Regions from separate parts of the Mus musculus genome. Here regions 2 and 3 are each linked to region 1. A link is a contact called in public promoter capture Hi-C data. All regions are on one chromosome and are shown on one strand. Each heading gives the region's core, a stretch centred on a gene start, on an enhancer-like site or on the middle of the called end of the contact. The rest is flanking DNA. Distances are from core to core; before and after follow the strand shown. Region 1 holds the start of Tomm6os (translocase of outer mitochondrial membrane 6, opposite strand). Region 2 holds the start of Spats1 (spermatogenesis associated, serine-rich 1). Region 3 has its middle 7.9 kb from the start of Gm52283.

Evidence for each region. Promoter capture Hi-C pulls out the DNA fragments that hold promoters and counts their contacts.
Region 2: a promoter capture Hi-C map of the SN4741 cell line shows a contact between it and region 1, with 6 times the contacts expected there. The contact joins the promoter of Spats1 here to the promoter of Tomm6os in region 1. A contact is called at or near these places in 5 of 39 promoter capture datasets (the SN4741 cell line, hippocampal neurons, liver and 1 more).
Region 3: a promoter capture Hi-C map of liver shows a contact between it and region 1, with 4 times the contacts expected there. The contact joins the enhancer-like site here to the promoter of Tomm6os in region 1. A contact is called at or near these places in 1 of 39 promoter capture datasets (liver), 1 of 484 Hi-C or Micro-C datasets (B cells) and 1 of 9 other capture datasets (adipose tissue).

Annotation. Positions count from the first base shown.
Region 1 is chr17:47,685,618-47,690,727 of GRCm38.p6, forward strand. Tomm6os (translocase of outer mitochondrial membrane 6, opposite strand) reads left to right here and starts at 1,993. Exons shown (of 3, transcript NR_045945.1): 1 at 1,993-2,500; 2 at 2,951-3,032; 3 at 3,113-5,110. It overlaps Gm20517 (predicted gene 20517), which reads left to right. Exons shown (of 9, transcript NR_157366.1): 9 at 1-1,122. Usp49 (ubiquitin specific peptidase 49) reads left to right here. Exons shown (of 7, transcript NM_198421.2): 7 at 1-1,122. Tomm6 (translocase of outer mitochondrial membrane 6) reads right to left here and starts at 2,769. Exons shown (of 3, transcript NM_025365.3): 1 at 2,282-2,769; 2 at 1,571-1,671; 3 at 1,028-1,391. The coding sequence starts at 2,409. The coding sequence ends at 1,575. It also overlaps Prickle4 and a transcript of Frs3 not described here.
Region 2 is chr17:45,472,639-45,477,748 of GRCm38.p6, forward strand. Spats1 (spermatogenesis associated, serine-rich 1) reads right to left here and starts at 2,300. Exons shown (of 8, transcript NM_027649.3): 1 at 2,161-2,300. The coding sequence starts at 2,176.
Region 3 is chr17:45,616,509-45,621,618 of GRCm38.p6, forward strand. It overlaps the pseudogene Gm25008. Among named protein-coding and RNA genes, the nearest start is that of Gm52283, 7.9 kb to the right of the region's middle. Within about 2 kb of position 2,648, at least 176 of the 459 cell types and tissues checked have an H3K27ac peak or open chromatin away from gene starts, as enhancers often do. A contact at or near this core is called in B cells, adipose tissue and liver, where this site is marked.

The DNA of each region.
Region 1 (5,110 bases), core at 743-3,242:
TCACAAGAGAATGGCAACCCCCGTCCTATGCATGACTAGGCACGTGGCTCAGTAGGGTGCTTGCCTAGCAAGCATAAAGCCCAGAGTCTGATGCTAGCACCACATAAAATCAGGCATAGTAAAGCCTTGAATCCTAACCTGTACCTGTGATCCTAAGAGTCGGTTCATGGAAACAGCAAAATAAGCAGTTCATGACCATCTTCAACTATGTAGCTAAGTTTGAGGCCAGCCTGGACTACAGACCAGCACAAGAACCAGATATCTCCCCCTCCCCCCCCCCCCCCCGCAAAAGAACAAAAAACAAACACTTTTAATTATGCCTCCCCCAACCCCAATTATTTTCTGGAGGTCAAATTGAAGCCTTTTCTGCAATGAGCTATACTGGTAGGCCTCAGAGAACTGACTGGATGAGCTATGTGCCAGCAGGTCCAGGAAAGCTGCTTTGTCTTTTTCCTTTTTTAAGTAACATCTGTAACAGTCATGCAGCTATGACCCAGACACACTAATCCTTTCCGACGCATGCTGTGACCCACAACCAGTTCCAAAGCGGCTGGTGCATAAAAAAAGTTTTAAAATACCCAGTCAATTGACTACATGAAACTATGGAGACCCCGTCTCTACCGCCACCTGGTTCCCTGGTACAGGAGTCTTTCTGTGCTGGTTTCTGCGTGCCTGGAAGAACACCAGACAGCAGCACCAGTGTGAATTTCAGGGTAGGGAGCACCTTTGTTTGTGAAGGAAGCTGCTTCCTTGTGCTCCCTGACACGTTTGTCTCCACCCACACATCACTGTCCACTCCTGCCACCAGGTCTCACTCTATCCCAACAATGCCTCCCTGGTCCCTGGAGAACCCACCTGGCAAACTAAAACGACAACCACCACCTTCTTCCTACAGGAAGACTCAGCAGTAGGAACTGCTCAAGAATCAGCTTTGCGGCACGTGTGCATCCCTGGGAAGTGGGTGGTCCCATTCCCATTTCATCTCCACTGCAGATCATGTTTGGGGCTCATGCCTGTCTCTTGAGTGTGAAATACAAGTCATGTTTATTTGATTTTTGTAAGCGGACTTTTTACACCTTGTTTTTGTAATAAGTTTCTTATTAAAAGAATAAAATACCTGTCTTTTATGTGCAGGCTTTATTTGAAATCTTTTTCAAGAACCATTACTACTCTTCAGGACAAGGGCAAGGACCATCTTCTGCAGAAAGTTGGGAACTGCACACAGAACCGTGCAGAGGCAACATCTCAGCCGACACTGGGGGATGGGGGGGCAGTGGGGGGGGGTTCAGGCAAGGAGAGGGAGTCAACTTCAGCTGCCACTCAGGTAGGATCTTGTGGTCACAGACAGTAGGCTGTCTTTGGAAAGTCTGAATACACAGGAGTTCCATTCTCTGTAAGCAGATAACAGCATCAGAAACGGGGAAACACAGGAGAACTGCTCTCACCTAGAAACACAAGGGCAAGGCTTTACCCCAAGAATCTTCCCTACTTCTGTGACTAGCTGACAGAACATACTGCTGTCTTCATCTTTTAGGATTCCTGAAATAGGCAGGGGAAAGTGAAGTCTTACCTGGCTACACCCCTGGCTGAGGGGCCATCAAATCAATGTCACTCAAGTTCCTGGCCAGCCAGACTCCCGCAGCAAAGAGTCCCAAATTGAGGATCAAGTTCCTGGGTCAAGAATACATTTCATTAACCCTACAGTCCGAGAGTCTCATGCAGCTAATGACATACTATGGCAAGTTTCCTCTCAGCACCACCTTCTGGAGGTGCTGACTGACACCTGATACAGGGGTATGTCCTCCTAATATGCACATGAGAATTTTACGTTCGCATCTACTAACACAAGCCAAGGCCAACTTAGTACTCTGCGGGGGCTAAAATTTGCTTATGCGTTGGCACCCCTTCCCTGCCTTCTAGGTTAGGGCGATTTCTTTAAAAATATGACGTTCTTTAATTTGTGTATGTGCGTGCGCGTGCACGCGACACAGCGCACGTGTGGAGGTCAGTACAACCCGCAGGGGTTGGTCTCTTCTTGTACCCTGCGGGTCTCATGGATCGGCGGGTCCCATGGATCCCAAATCCTCAGGCTTGGCGTCTGAACTATCGCTGTAGCCCGGAGCGTCATTCCTTGAAAGCCACGTGACAGGGTGTCTTTTGCCACCACGAGACCACAAGGTTCTCAAAGCGATAAAACCTCTGGGGATGCATGCCAGACTCACCAGGTAAGGAAATACAAGTTTAAGTTTATGAGGACCAGAGACGGCCCGGGCTTGGTTACCTCCGGAAGTCGTTTCGATCGGTGGCGAAGCGGAAGACACCGCGGAGCCAGTCTCCCACGTTGTCTGGAACCTCTGAGGCCTCGCTGGCCGACCCGGCGGCGCTCACCGTCACTCCGCTGGAAGCCATACCAGCACTAAGCACGTACCAACCGAGCGTCGCACCGGGTCGTCGCAAGCCGATTGCGCAACTTCCGATCTCCGCACTTCCGCCGATCAGCGTAAGAAATGAGCGAGAAGGCCCGCCCCCACCTCCTCCAGGAGTTCGTAGAGCCAGGACGCCTGATCGGAGGCGGAGCCCCGCGGCCCCGCCTCCCAGGGACGGGGGTCGGTTCCCAGTGCTGCTCTACAACCCAGTTAGTTTAAGCAAGGTGATGACGGTGAGGCTAGCCCAGCCTCTGCGGATAGGGGTTAGCTCACCCTGTAGGCGCTGGGCAGTGGGATGCTCCCAAGAAAGTGTCTTTCAGGTCAGAGAGCGTGCAGTACCAATGGGATTATCCCGCGTGCCTGGCTGCCTTCTGTGTCCGGTCTTTACACAGCACAGCCTTGTTATCTCGCTACATAAGTCCCCCCACCCCACCCCACCCCAATCCCACCACCCTGATCTCCAGGCCGCGCCACTAACAAATGGTGCAGTGCTTCCTGGAGATGTCTCTGTCATCTGCTTGCAGGTTTTCGGGGGTCTTCCAGGGCTCTGGAAGGCGCTGGCCAAAGAAAAAGCCTTCGGGTTCCGACTCAGAGGAAGAGGAGCAGGTGGGGCAGGGGCTGTCCTCTATGGGACTCCCGGGTGTCTGTGGGCCGTCTCTATCCTGCCGTTTGGATGCCCCATTCAGGGTTTCCAGGGTGAGAGTGGGAACTGCAGAGAGAAGCGCAGCTCGGGAGGTGATCTTGTCATCCGAGGAGGCACGGTTCCAGCCGACGCTTGGATCGGGTCCTTCTTCCTCTGTTCCAAACCCATCAGAAATGCCCATCTCAGAGCCCCCAAGTCCTTGTGCAAGAGGCGGGCCAGGGTTGCGTGCAGCCTCCCGCCCCGCCCCAGGCTGTGCCGTGCGCGCCACCGCTGCCGCCAGTCTACCCCAGGGGCCCCCCCGCCTCCGTCCACCAGTGGGCGACCGCCTCCCCCGCCTGGGAGCGAGTCCGGCGCCGCAGCCCCGCCGGGTGGGTTCAAGAGGCCTTTGGAGCTCGCAGGCCAGGGACGCGCGGTGAGAGCTGCGGGCCCCAATGCTCGCGTCTGGGGGTTGCGGTGGGAGGACTGGGTGTTGCTGGAGCGGGTAGGACAGCGTAGGCATGGGGCGAAGGGTTCTGATCTGGGAAATTACCCCCTTCTATGCTCAGCCCAAGCCGCCGCTCCCTCCCCTTAAGATCTGCACCGTCCCCTCCTTTACCAAAAGACGCTTGTCCTTCCGCTACTCCTACTGAGCTAGAGCCCGCACTTCTGTAGCGTTTTGAGAAGCAGCTGGGGCAGCATGGGCTACCCCCCGGCAGGGCATAACGTCCCCCATCCAGGGGCCCTGCGCAGTCCTGGCAGCAGAAGTGGTTCTCGTGCCAGCGCTGTCCCTCTGCTTCAGTGCAGCGCTGGGAGAAGATCAGCTGGGTGAGGGAAAGGAAACCGATTCATTCATTCATTCATTCATTCACTCACCCATTCTTTCATTCATCCAATAACCACGCCTTATACCCATTAACGCTATGCCCACAGGCGTTCTGATTTGAAGTACTTTGTGACTTTTGGATTCAGAGAGGGTGATTGGCTTTGGGCCGGAACGTCCACGTAGCAGGTGGCCCAGTCCGAAGTTGGACCCCAGAGCTTCCCTAACTCCTATCCCAAGATTCAATACGGCCTTTCATGTTGATGTTAAGATCCTTCTAGAATTGGGCAAGCACAGCATTGATCATCTGACATAGTGATGAGATAAACACCTGCTCAAGGATCCAGAAACGTTCTGAGTCCAAACTAATTTAAGGACCTCTGCTCGAACTGGGGAAGAGAGAGAGAGAGATAAATAAAGGCAACAGGTCAGGTCCCACAGGCCCATACCTCAAGAGAACAAAAGGGAATGGGGTGGCCCTGGCTGGTTCCTAGTTCTGATGAGCCTGCAGCCTGTTCCTTGTCCCTGTGTGTTCCTGGGAACTCCCCTAGTGCCTCCTCTTGGTACTCTACCTGGTCACAAGCTGGACATCGAGGTCGTAAGAGCTCCGCATGATGACGGCCACAGTACAGGTGCCCCTCGTGGTAGAAGTAGATGAGGTTTATGAGGCCCTGGCCACAGGCCTGGCAAGCAAAGCAGGGTCTGTGCCAGCAGCTCTGCTCACCAGCCCTGGCCGCGAACACTCCATACTCCCCTGGATCCAGTAGCTTCTTGCACTGCCAGGTGGGGGGGGGGGGGGGGCACGACACTGAGCTGATCAGAATCTGACGCTTCTCTTCTTAGCTCCTTTCATGGCTCTTCTACCACAACCCCCAATCTGACTGTTCTCATATGTGCTTGCAGGCCCCTCTCCCCAAGAAAGGCCACCAACCCCCCCAAACCTGGCTTCCATTTTAACATTTACCAAATCACTGCTCCTGAAACCACTTCTCCACCAAAGTCCCCCAAGACCCTTCTTCAGAAGCAAGAGAGCAAAGGATAGAGGAAGGGGAAGGCTCAGGGATGGAGGAGGGAGGCAGACTCCCTACCTTCTTACAGGTGTATCCTTCAAGCTTAGGAGGCAGTAGACGGGCCACCCCCTGTCCCAGGGATTTCTGCTTCCGCTGGGCACAGAAGAGTCGAAGTTGGGCCAGTTCCTCCTCCCCTAGGGCCAGACAGTAGCGTTCCTGCTGAAACAGGTTC
Region 2 (5,110 bases), core at 1,050-3,549, 2.2 Mb before region 1:
CACAGTCAGCTATTGGATGGATCACAGGGCCCCCAATGGAGGAGCTAGAGAAATTACCCAAGGAGCTAAAGGGATCTGCAACCCTGTAGGTGCAACAACAATATGAACTAACCAGTACCCCGGAGCTCTTGTCTCTAGCTGCATATGTATCAAAAGATGGCCTAGTCGGCCATCACTGGAAAGAGATGCCCATTGGACAGGCAAACTTTATATGCCCCAGTACAGGGGAACGCCAGGGCCAAAAAGTGGGAATGGGTGGGTAGGGGAGTGGGGGGGGGGAGGGTATGGGGGACTTTTGGGATAGCATTGGAAATGTAATTGAGGAAAATACATTATATATATATATACACAAAAGAAAGAAAAAGAAGACCTGGGACCTAGGAGACTGGGAACAAGGCTGAGACTTCTCCAGCCCCTTTTGCAGTACACTGGCTACTTACTGACCTGCAGTCATGACAGCCTGAGCCTGGATTCACCCCGAAGGGTTTGGGGGAACTGTACCATCGTCTGGACTCTGTACCCTCAAGAGAAACATGCTCCCATTCTTTCTCCTCTTCCTTAAGAGCCAGTTATGGAGTAAGAGCATGGGCCTGCACAAACCTGCCTTGGAGTGCTCAGTTCCACCTGAAGTGCCCCAATCTCATAAGTAATGCCGCATTTCTACTAATATCTGAGCAAGCAAAAACATGGATATGGACAGACCCTAGGGCAAAGCCCAGACTCTGTGCTTATTAAACAAAGCACGAGGCAGCTCAAACCCCTGGCTCCCTTTACTCGTTTACAATATACTTCCCTGCTGTTAGAAGCTCCAGGCAACCACACAGTCAGATCTCTGCCTTGTCTTGTTGTTGGGACAGGGTCTCACGCAGGCGAGACTGGCCTCAAAGTTGCTGTATACCATGAGAATGACCTTGAACACTGCGATCCTCGTGCCTGCCTGTCCTGCACAAGCACTGCACGTGTGCAAGCGCCAGCTTAGCTCCTCTTTTTGATGGAAGTCTCTGACTGATCAGATCTCAAATGTAGACATGAGCTCATTGTGTGTAGCCCCTAACTATCTGCCTTAGCTTGGATCTGCAATGCTCTCCAAAAACCCATGTTTTAAAGATTTAGCTCCCAGTCTGTCATACTGTTGGGATGATGGGACTGTTTTAAAAGTCAGAGGGCATGGAGGTGGAGAGAGTTAGAACCCTTGATGCTCTTGCAGGGGGGGGCGGGACTTCTATCCCCAGCACCACGTGGTGGTTCACAGCCATCCATAACTCCAGTTCCCGGGTATCCAACGCCCTCTTCTACCTTCTGCAGGCACCAGACGCAAACTCAGTATACATACATACAAACAGGCAGGCAAAACATACATAAATAAAATAAAGACAACTTTAAAAAAATAAGAAGTCTTGGGTCGTTGGGGTGCCTCTGAGTGAAAGAGTGGGACCACAGCCATCCCTTTTACTCGTCATTATTTCTTGACTAAGAGGGAGACGCTTTGATGATTGCCACTATGATATGCCACCAGAGGGCCAAAGCAACAGGACCTTGACCATGAGCCACACCTGGAATGTCGGGGGCCTGTGAAGCAAAAGATGGAGAATTCCGGGCTACTCTGGGCTACATATGAGGTAGCAGTGCTTAGTCTTTAAAAAAAAAAAAAAAAAAAAAACCTATAAAGCTATGAGTCCAATAAACCTTTTCTCTCCATAAGCTTATACACCCATCCAACCTTTTGATTTCCCAGAACTCAATTGTATTTCTTTTCCACCTTAGTCATGCCCAAGTCGCTTTTCTCTGGAACCTTCTGCCGCTCTCTAGTACAGGCCGCTCTTGAGACAGAGGGAAGTTGGCGGACGGGATTGCCATATCCAGTATTCATGGGCTCACCAGTTCACACAGTGAAAAGCAATCGGACCCAAAAGGTGCTTGTTAGAAAGGCTATCATTCAAAACCAACAGACCCCATAAGTCATTGAAATTCAAGAGGCAGCGCAAGGGAAAAACCTAAATCTCACTGGACCTCCTAGCGGTGTTCACGGGTTTGAATGTCCTGCCCACTCCTCCTCCTCCTGACTCAGGGCTCCCGAAAGTACTCGCCCCGCCCCGTCCTTGGGTCTCCTTTCCACCTCTGAGTCCCACCCTACTTCCCTGGGGGAAGCCCTTCATCTACCCTTGGAAGACTCCATGGAGGATGTGGCCCAGATCAACGCACCAACTGGCAGCGGAACTGCCAAATACCAGGATGCAAAGCGAAAGCAAGGGCGTCTACCACCGCCTGCAAGGCTCGGTCCAGGGTTGCCAGGACAACGCGCCACTTCCCGCGAGCTGGCGCGCTACTCTTGACGCACCTATCTTCCTGCACCCGGCGCTCCGGCCTGGGTTGAGGATGGAGGTCTCAGACCTCAGAGCTGCAGAACCTCAGGATTTTGTTTTAGTTTGCGGCTCTTTTCCAACAACTGTCATTGCTACTTCTGTCACCTCGGGTGGCCGTGTGCGGTGCACCCTCTACAGAGCTTGCAGATGTCGGTGTAGAATTGGCATCCTGATTAGACAGGATTCACCCACCACTTACCGCTCCTTTTTCTGGGCCAGGCGCCCTGCTGGATGCTGTCTTGCCTCAGCAGCCAGCTGCGTTTTTCAAAATAGAAAACTGACTTTGAACAAAGGCTCGTTCAAGGTCATCCAGAAAACAGATTCACTCCCAAGTTCCACCCTTACAAAGCTATCTTTCTCTCCATGGTATAGACTGAAATTTATCTTTCTAACCCTTTCCCTAATAAATCTCACATAGAAACGCCCCCCATCCCAAGCTTAGTCTCTAAATTTATATTGAGACCTGGTTTGGGGGCTGGGCAGTGGTGGCACACGCCTTTAATCCCAGCACTTGGGAGGCTGGCTGAGGCAGGCAGATTTCTGAGTTTGAGGCCAGCCTGGTCTACAGAGTGAGTTCCAGGACAGCCAGGGCTACACAGAGAAACCCTGTCTCAAAAAAAAAAAAAAAAACAAAAAAAGAAGGAGGAGGAGGAGGAGGAAAAGAGAGAGAGTAATTAATATAATTATTCATATTTACTTGTGTGCTGTATGCATGTGCGTGCACATGTATCAGGGACTCACTTGCCCATGCATTTGTATATGTCAGGTGTCTTCCTCCGTTGCTCTCTGCCTTACATTTTTGAAATAAGGTTCTTGCTGAACCCGGAGTTCACTGTTACAGCAAGGAGTCCCAGGGAACTACCTATCTCTGTCCCACCAGCTTATAGATGTGCCATATGGCTTTTAGTAGGTCCTGGGGTTTGAACTCAGGTCCTCGGCTTGTGCAGAAAGCACGTTACCCACTGAACCCTCTCCACAGAGTGGTTCTGTTGTTAGTAATTGCATTGATTGCAAAAGAAACAACAGAAGGAGTATAGAAATCTTGAAACTGAGCTAGCCAAATATTGCTTAGACGGAGTAGATCCTCTCCAGGCCACGCCCTAACTGAGGAGTCATCCAATAGGAGACGGCCACTGGGGTTATAAAAAAGAAGCCAGAGCTGGACAGTGGTGGCACACACTTTTAATCCCAGCACTCTGGAGGCAAAGGCAGGTGGGTCTCTGTGAGTTTAAGGCCAGCCTGATCTACAGAGCGAGTTCTAGGACAGCCAGAACTATACACAGAAACTGTCTCAGGAAGAAAGAAAATGAGAAGGTGGTAATGTCAGAATGGCCACTGGTGGGATCAAACAGCTGAATATTGTCAGTTTCACAGGATTAATTTTAATTGTAAAATAGTAGTATTCCTATCAGGGACTGCAACAGGTTAAAGGCACTGACAGATTAGAAGACACCATCTCTCTCTGGGGCAGGAGCAAAGCATTGTTAAAGTGCTGTTAATTGCAGCTGAAGTGCCTTTATATAGTGATAAATCCTGTTGTAAGCATCCCTTTTAATGTGATTTTTTTTCCTTTATAAAAAGCTAAGACATTGGGGCCAGAGTGGCTTGACTTTTATTTTATTGAGTCAGGGTCTCTCTGTGTAGCTGCAGCTAGCCTGGAACTCTCTATGTAGACCACACTGGCCTCAACCTCACAGATTTGCCTGTCCCTGCCTCTGTGTCCTGAGTGCTGAGATTAAGTGGCTTGACTCCCCAGTTGACAGGTGTTACATCTTTCCCAGGCACCCTGAGTGCCCTGATAGGACTGGCATCCAAACAGCCAGGGGACTGCCCTTATGCTGGTGGCAGGCACTGGAACGCTCTGAGGAAGTTACACACCAACCCAACAACCGCAGCTCTCTGGCTCTTGGAGGCGCAACCCCACCTATGACTGCTTCCAGCCGCTTGCATGGCACTCATTGTCTTCAAAAGCTCTAGGGAACTCTAAATGATCTTGCCCCTGATCGGAAGAGGAACACTTTCCTGGCAGCCCAGCAGAAAGCCTGCCACTAGAGCAAACATAGTCCTTCATTTGCATGAGAGTCTGCTGTGATTGGTGCAGGCACCCCTGGCTATATAAGCAGAGTTCACAAAGCTCCCTTTGTATAGCATAGTAGGTACGAGACATGCTTCTGTGCACCGTCTTGGGATTGGAGTGGTTGGTAGGGCCAATAGAAAATGATCTTTTCATACTCTGTGTGTGCGCGTGCATATGTGTGTGTATGCATGTGTGCATGTGTGTGTGTGTGCATACATGTGGAGACGGTGGTCAAAGGCAAACATTTTCTTCAATCACTCTCTGCCCTATTTTTTGATAGAGGGTCTCTTACTGAATAGTTTACCTATCTAGTCAGCAGACCCCAGGAAGCCATTTATCTCTGCCTCCCTAGTGCTGGGATTAAAGGTACATTTCTCCTAGCTTTTAAAGATGGGTTCTGAAGATCAAACCCAGGCTTCCACACTCTTTACAGACTGAGCCAGCTTCCCAGGTCTTCTCGCCTAACTCCCTTAGTAGAGTAGACTCAGCTAGTAACAGAAAGATTGCAATGGCGGCGCAAGCAGCACTGGAGATTATAGCAAAAGACCAAGAAAGAAAACCCAAGAGTTCCTGAGAGCTGCCAAGCCATAGGGGCCAAGTTTCCAGAGAACTGTAACAGAACCCACCATGAAGAGCTAAGATAACAACATCCTAAACAATGCCCATGGCA
Region 3 (5,110 bases), core at 1,398-3,897, 2.1 Mb before region 1:
AGGGTATGCCTGGGAATGGTCAGGAAAGTACCAAGTCACAAATGTTATCAAGATGTTTGCTCCCCTTCAGATTCATCTAGACAGTCAAGACATTCTTTTAAATTCAAATCCCAAGGGGGGGGGGGAGACAAAAAACAAAAAACCCACTGGCACACTAAGAAAAAAAAAAAAGGTTGATGCAATTCTAGCCAAGTACCCAGCCCAATGGTGACTCGTAGTTTCTTTTCTTTCAGGATCTGAGTAAGCTGCCCATAAAAATGTGTTCTGGAGACTTGGGTATGGTGGCGTAATGCTGGTAAATCCAGAATTTGGGAGGTAGAGGCAGGACTTCTGGAGTTCAAGGTCAACCTCACTTACAAGGTCAACCTCACAGTTACAGGGGACCCTGCTTCCAGAATGCAGATGTCTTTGGCTAGGTGGCTCAATGGGTTAAGTCACTCACCTTACACCCACCAAGCTGGCTGTTCTGGGTGTAAGAATCAAGTCTCACGAGTTGTCCTCTGGCTTCTTGCCTTACTTGGGTTTCTATTGTTGTGATACATACCACCCAGCTTAAGGGGGGGGGGCACACAGTTTATTACAGTTTACACTTCTACCCTGTAGTCCACCATTGAAGGAAGTCAGGCAAGAACTCAAGGCAGGAACCTGGAGGCAGGAGCTGAACCAGAGGCCATGGGCAAGTGCTGCTTACTGACCTGCTCAGCTTGCTTGCTTGTTTGCCTTTTGCTTTTGCTTTTTCTGTTTTTGTTGTTGCTGCTGCTGCTGTTGTTGTTGTTGTTGTTGTTGTCGTATTTTGAGACAGGGTTTCTCTGTGTAACAGTCCTGGCTCACCTAGAACTCACTATGCAGACCAGACTGGTCTCAAACTCACAGAGATCAGCCTGCCTCTGCCTCTCCAGAGCTGGGATTAAAGGAACGTGCCTTCTTTCTTACTAACCAGGAGCACTGACCCCACCCTCCACGGTTGGCTCTCCTGAGACAACCATTAACCAAGAAGATGCCTCGGAATCCTGGCCACAGATCCTTCTGGTCCAGACATTTTCTCAGTCAAGGTTCCCTTTTCCCAAATGACTCCAGCTCGTGTCAAGTCTGCAGGGAGCTAAACAGAACATCTCTGCAAACACATACCCACGTGGAGATATAACTCACGTGGAGATATAACTTACGTGGAGATATAACCCACGTGGAGATATAACTGAGTGAAGTCATAAAAGTTTCAAAACAGGGAGTGGGGTTGTAGCTGGGTTGCTAGAGTTGATCACTTAGCGTGTAGGAAACCCTAGGTCCAATTCCCTGTAACTCCAGCCCTGGGAGGTAGAAGCAAGAGGGTCAGAAGTTCAAGGTCATGCTCCACTACATTGGGAATCCAATGCCGGACCTGGAGTGTCTAAGCAAACACAACAAAGAAGAAACAAAACTAAAACTGAGCAAAACAAAACAGCAACCAGCAAAACCAGGTGTGATTAAGTTGACAGATCTAACTGTGCAGGTCCAATCTCAGCTCATCTGTTACTGAATGGAATCTTCCGCAAAGCAGTCAGTAGTTCAGTTTACCTTTCTGTGAAATGTAACTGATCAGACAGGGCAGAACCTAGTGTAGAAAACGTAACAGTAGGAACGTTCTTATGTGGTTAGGTATGGTGGACCATGTCCCCAACCCCAGCTCTTAGGAGGTACAGACGGGGGAGCAGGAGTTCAAGATTCTTCTCTGCTGCTTAGTGAGTTGGAGACCAGCCTGGGCTCCATGAGAGCCTTTCTCAAATACAACAACAACAACAGCAACAACAACAACAACAAGACACTATCTGGGCTGTCAAGATGGCACAGTAAGTAAAGATGCTTGCAAGCCTGCTGGCCGGAGTTCACTGGAAACTGAATAAAAGGTCTAACTCCACACAAGTTGTAAGACAACCTGCATAGGCACACAGCAACACAGGCATATTCCCAAGCAGAATAAAATAAAATAAAATAAAATAAAATAAAATAAAATAAAATAAAATAAGTTTTAAAAAGTACATTGAGCCAGGTGTGGTGGCGCATACCTTTAATCCCAGTACCTGGGAGGCAGAGGCAGGCGGATTTCTGAGTTCGAGGCCAGTCTGGTCTACAAAGTGAGTTCCAGGACAGCCTGAGCTATACAGAGAAATCCTGTCTCGAAAAAAAAAAAAAAAAAAGTACATTGAAAAACCCAGTCCTTCTAGGTTGTTTATCACACTGCTGTCTGCAGGTGCACAGAGCTCTAGGCCTTTATAATTCTCACCTCCGTGTTTGTTTTGTTTTTTTCCTTTGACGGATGAATGAACACATTCACAGGGAACCTTGGTGACAGAAGAAGTTGGGAGCAAGGCAGATGTGGTACAGAGGTTTGCACATCAAACTGAATGGGCTGCGGTGGCCCCAGCTGGAGAGCTGGGTCGCGCAGGACAGTTTGAAGCCATTCATTCCTCTAAGCCTCAGACTCATTCAGTATTCACTAGGTATGGGCTCTAAAAACCAGTGAGGCCCAAATGTCAGTGAAAAACTCTCAATGCACGGTCAGGATGGGAGACACAACAGGAAATGGGAAGTTTCTGTCCAGAGGTCATAAAAGCAGGTCAGAGAAGGGAGGGGGGAGGCGGAAAGAGGAGTGGCTAGAGAAGGAGGCGGCCCCTAGACAGGGTCTCCAGGAGGAAGTAGGTCGGGCAATGCCTTTCAACGGGTAGGGTGGGTGCTTTAGGAGGGGGGTTCAAGGAAGAAAGGATCTGAGCAAGGACGAGTAGCCAAGTAATGAACAGACTGAATTTAAAAACTGCCTAATGAACTCAAGGCCGGGGCCACAAACAAAGCCTGAGGGAGTCTTCGACATCCCTCTGGGTAGGTGGCAGTAACCAAAAAGAAGCATCCCGAAGTCCTTGGGGAGGTGACAGCGGGACTCAGACACCGGAAGGAAGGTGATTCCAAGGCCCCAGGAGACCCAGAGTTTGAAGGCCAGGCCGGGAGAGGTGGGTGTCAAGGAGAGACAGTGACGCCGCTGTGGGGATGAACAGGCAGGAAACTCCCACTCTGTGGCCTGCGCTGGGAAGCAGAGTAAACACGGAGAGAGGAAAAGGGAGCTGCAGGCTCCCCAGAGGTCCTAGAAGTAAATACATAGGCAGAGAGCCACAGGATCCCGGAGGAAGATAGAGCAGGAAGTGGTTTCCCCGGGAGGCAGACTTCAAGGCAGTTTTCTGTGTCTTACCGAGAATATGCTAAGCGGTTTTTGTTTTGTGTTGGGCTTGGGGAATCAGAACCCTGGGGAAACTAGATAAGCATTCCATCCTTTGGTTATGATCTGCAGCTACCGAAATCAGGACACACAAGACCCCAATAGGCCAAATGTCATGAGGAAGAGAGGCAGGGCTCGGTGGTAGATGCCTGGGAGAAAACAGATCTACCGGAGTGAAGGAGCAAATGTCTATGTGATAGATATTAACCAACCCCAGTGGAAAGACAGTGTCAAGAGGAAAGACATGCAACCGTTGTGGCTGACAAACGTCTCATCTTCCTAAAACGGAACTAGTTCCTAGGGGCTGGGGAGGGGCTCAGCCAGTCAGGTGGTAAAGGGCTTGCTGCACAAACGTGGAAACTTCAGTTTGAACCTAGGAGATTATGTGTGTCTATGTGTAGTGTTTGCCTGCAATCCCAGGGCTAGAGAGGTGGAGACAGGACCCACTTCGTGTTTGTTATGTATAGCTAAATCTCCTAGACAATTTCATACTGGCTTCCTGGGTTAGATGAAATAGCACATGAAGTGGAAACTTCCAGTTTCTTTGGAAAGTTAGTTCTGTCGAATGATGTTTTGTTGGGGCACATAGATGAGAGCATGTCTTGCTAAAGTGAACACTTTAAAGACTTGTTTTCTTGAAGCAGACAGGGTTGAAAGGATATTTTGATATAGCGAACACGTGGGAGGATCTGTGATGAAGGAATATAAATAGGACCCCACAGGACAGTGGCAGTGTCATCACAAGTTGAGCTCAACAAGGCCACTTAAGGTGAACCAACACATGTGTGTCCTTAGCAAAGAATAATGAAATAGAGCAAACCAATGTTCAGTGCTCTTTAAAGGTCTTTGTGTTCCTTTTCACAGTGAGACTGATAGATAAAAGCCCAACAAACGTGCTCACTTCGGCAGCACATATACTAAAAAAAAAAAATTGGAACGATACAGAGAAGATTAGCATGGCCCTGCGCAAGGATGACACACAAATTCGTGAAGCAGTCCATATTTAAAAAAAAAAAAAAAAAGCCCAACAAACATTGACATTCACAGTCTTGGTTTTTATGGAGATCTCTTTGTCTGTGATATATATTACATAAAATAAATAGATCTTTTTTTAAAAGATCTATTTATTTATTTTATTTATGTGAGTACACTGTAGTTGTCTTCAGACACACCAGAAGAGGGCGTCAGATCTCATTATGGATGGTTGTGAGCCACCATGTGGTTGCTGGGAATTGAACTCAGGACCTTTGAAAGAGCAGTCAGTGCTCTTAACTGCTGAGCCATCTCTCCAGTCCCAAATAAATAAATCTTTAAAAAATAGTATTTAAAAAAAGAGAAATTTTAGCTGAGTGGTGGTGGTGCACGCCTTTAATCCCAGCACTGGGGAGGTAGAGGCAGGTGGATCTCTGTGAGTTCGGGGCCAGCATGGTCTACAGAGTTAGTTCCAGGACAGGACAGCTAGTACTATACAGGGAATCCCTGTCTCTGGAAAAAAAAACAAACAGACAAAACAACAACAACAAACCGCAGACAAACAAAAAAAGAAAATTTAAAGATATTTTTTCCTATTACTACTTTTTAATTTAATGTATTTCTTTTGAGATAGGGATTCTCTGTGTAGCTCCAGATGTCCTGGAACTCTGTAGACCAAGCTGGCCAGGAACTCAGAGGTCTTCCTGTCTCTTCTGAGTGCTGGGATTAAAGGTGTGTGACACCACCTTCCTACTACTGCAACTTCAAGAAGCAAAGAAACTGGCAGTGGTGGTTTGAAGTGGAGGTTGGGTCCTTGGGAGGTTGCACTGTGGTTTTGTTGGAAGGAGGTGTGGTTTTGTTGGAAGAAGTGCATCACTGTGGAGGTGGGCTTTG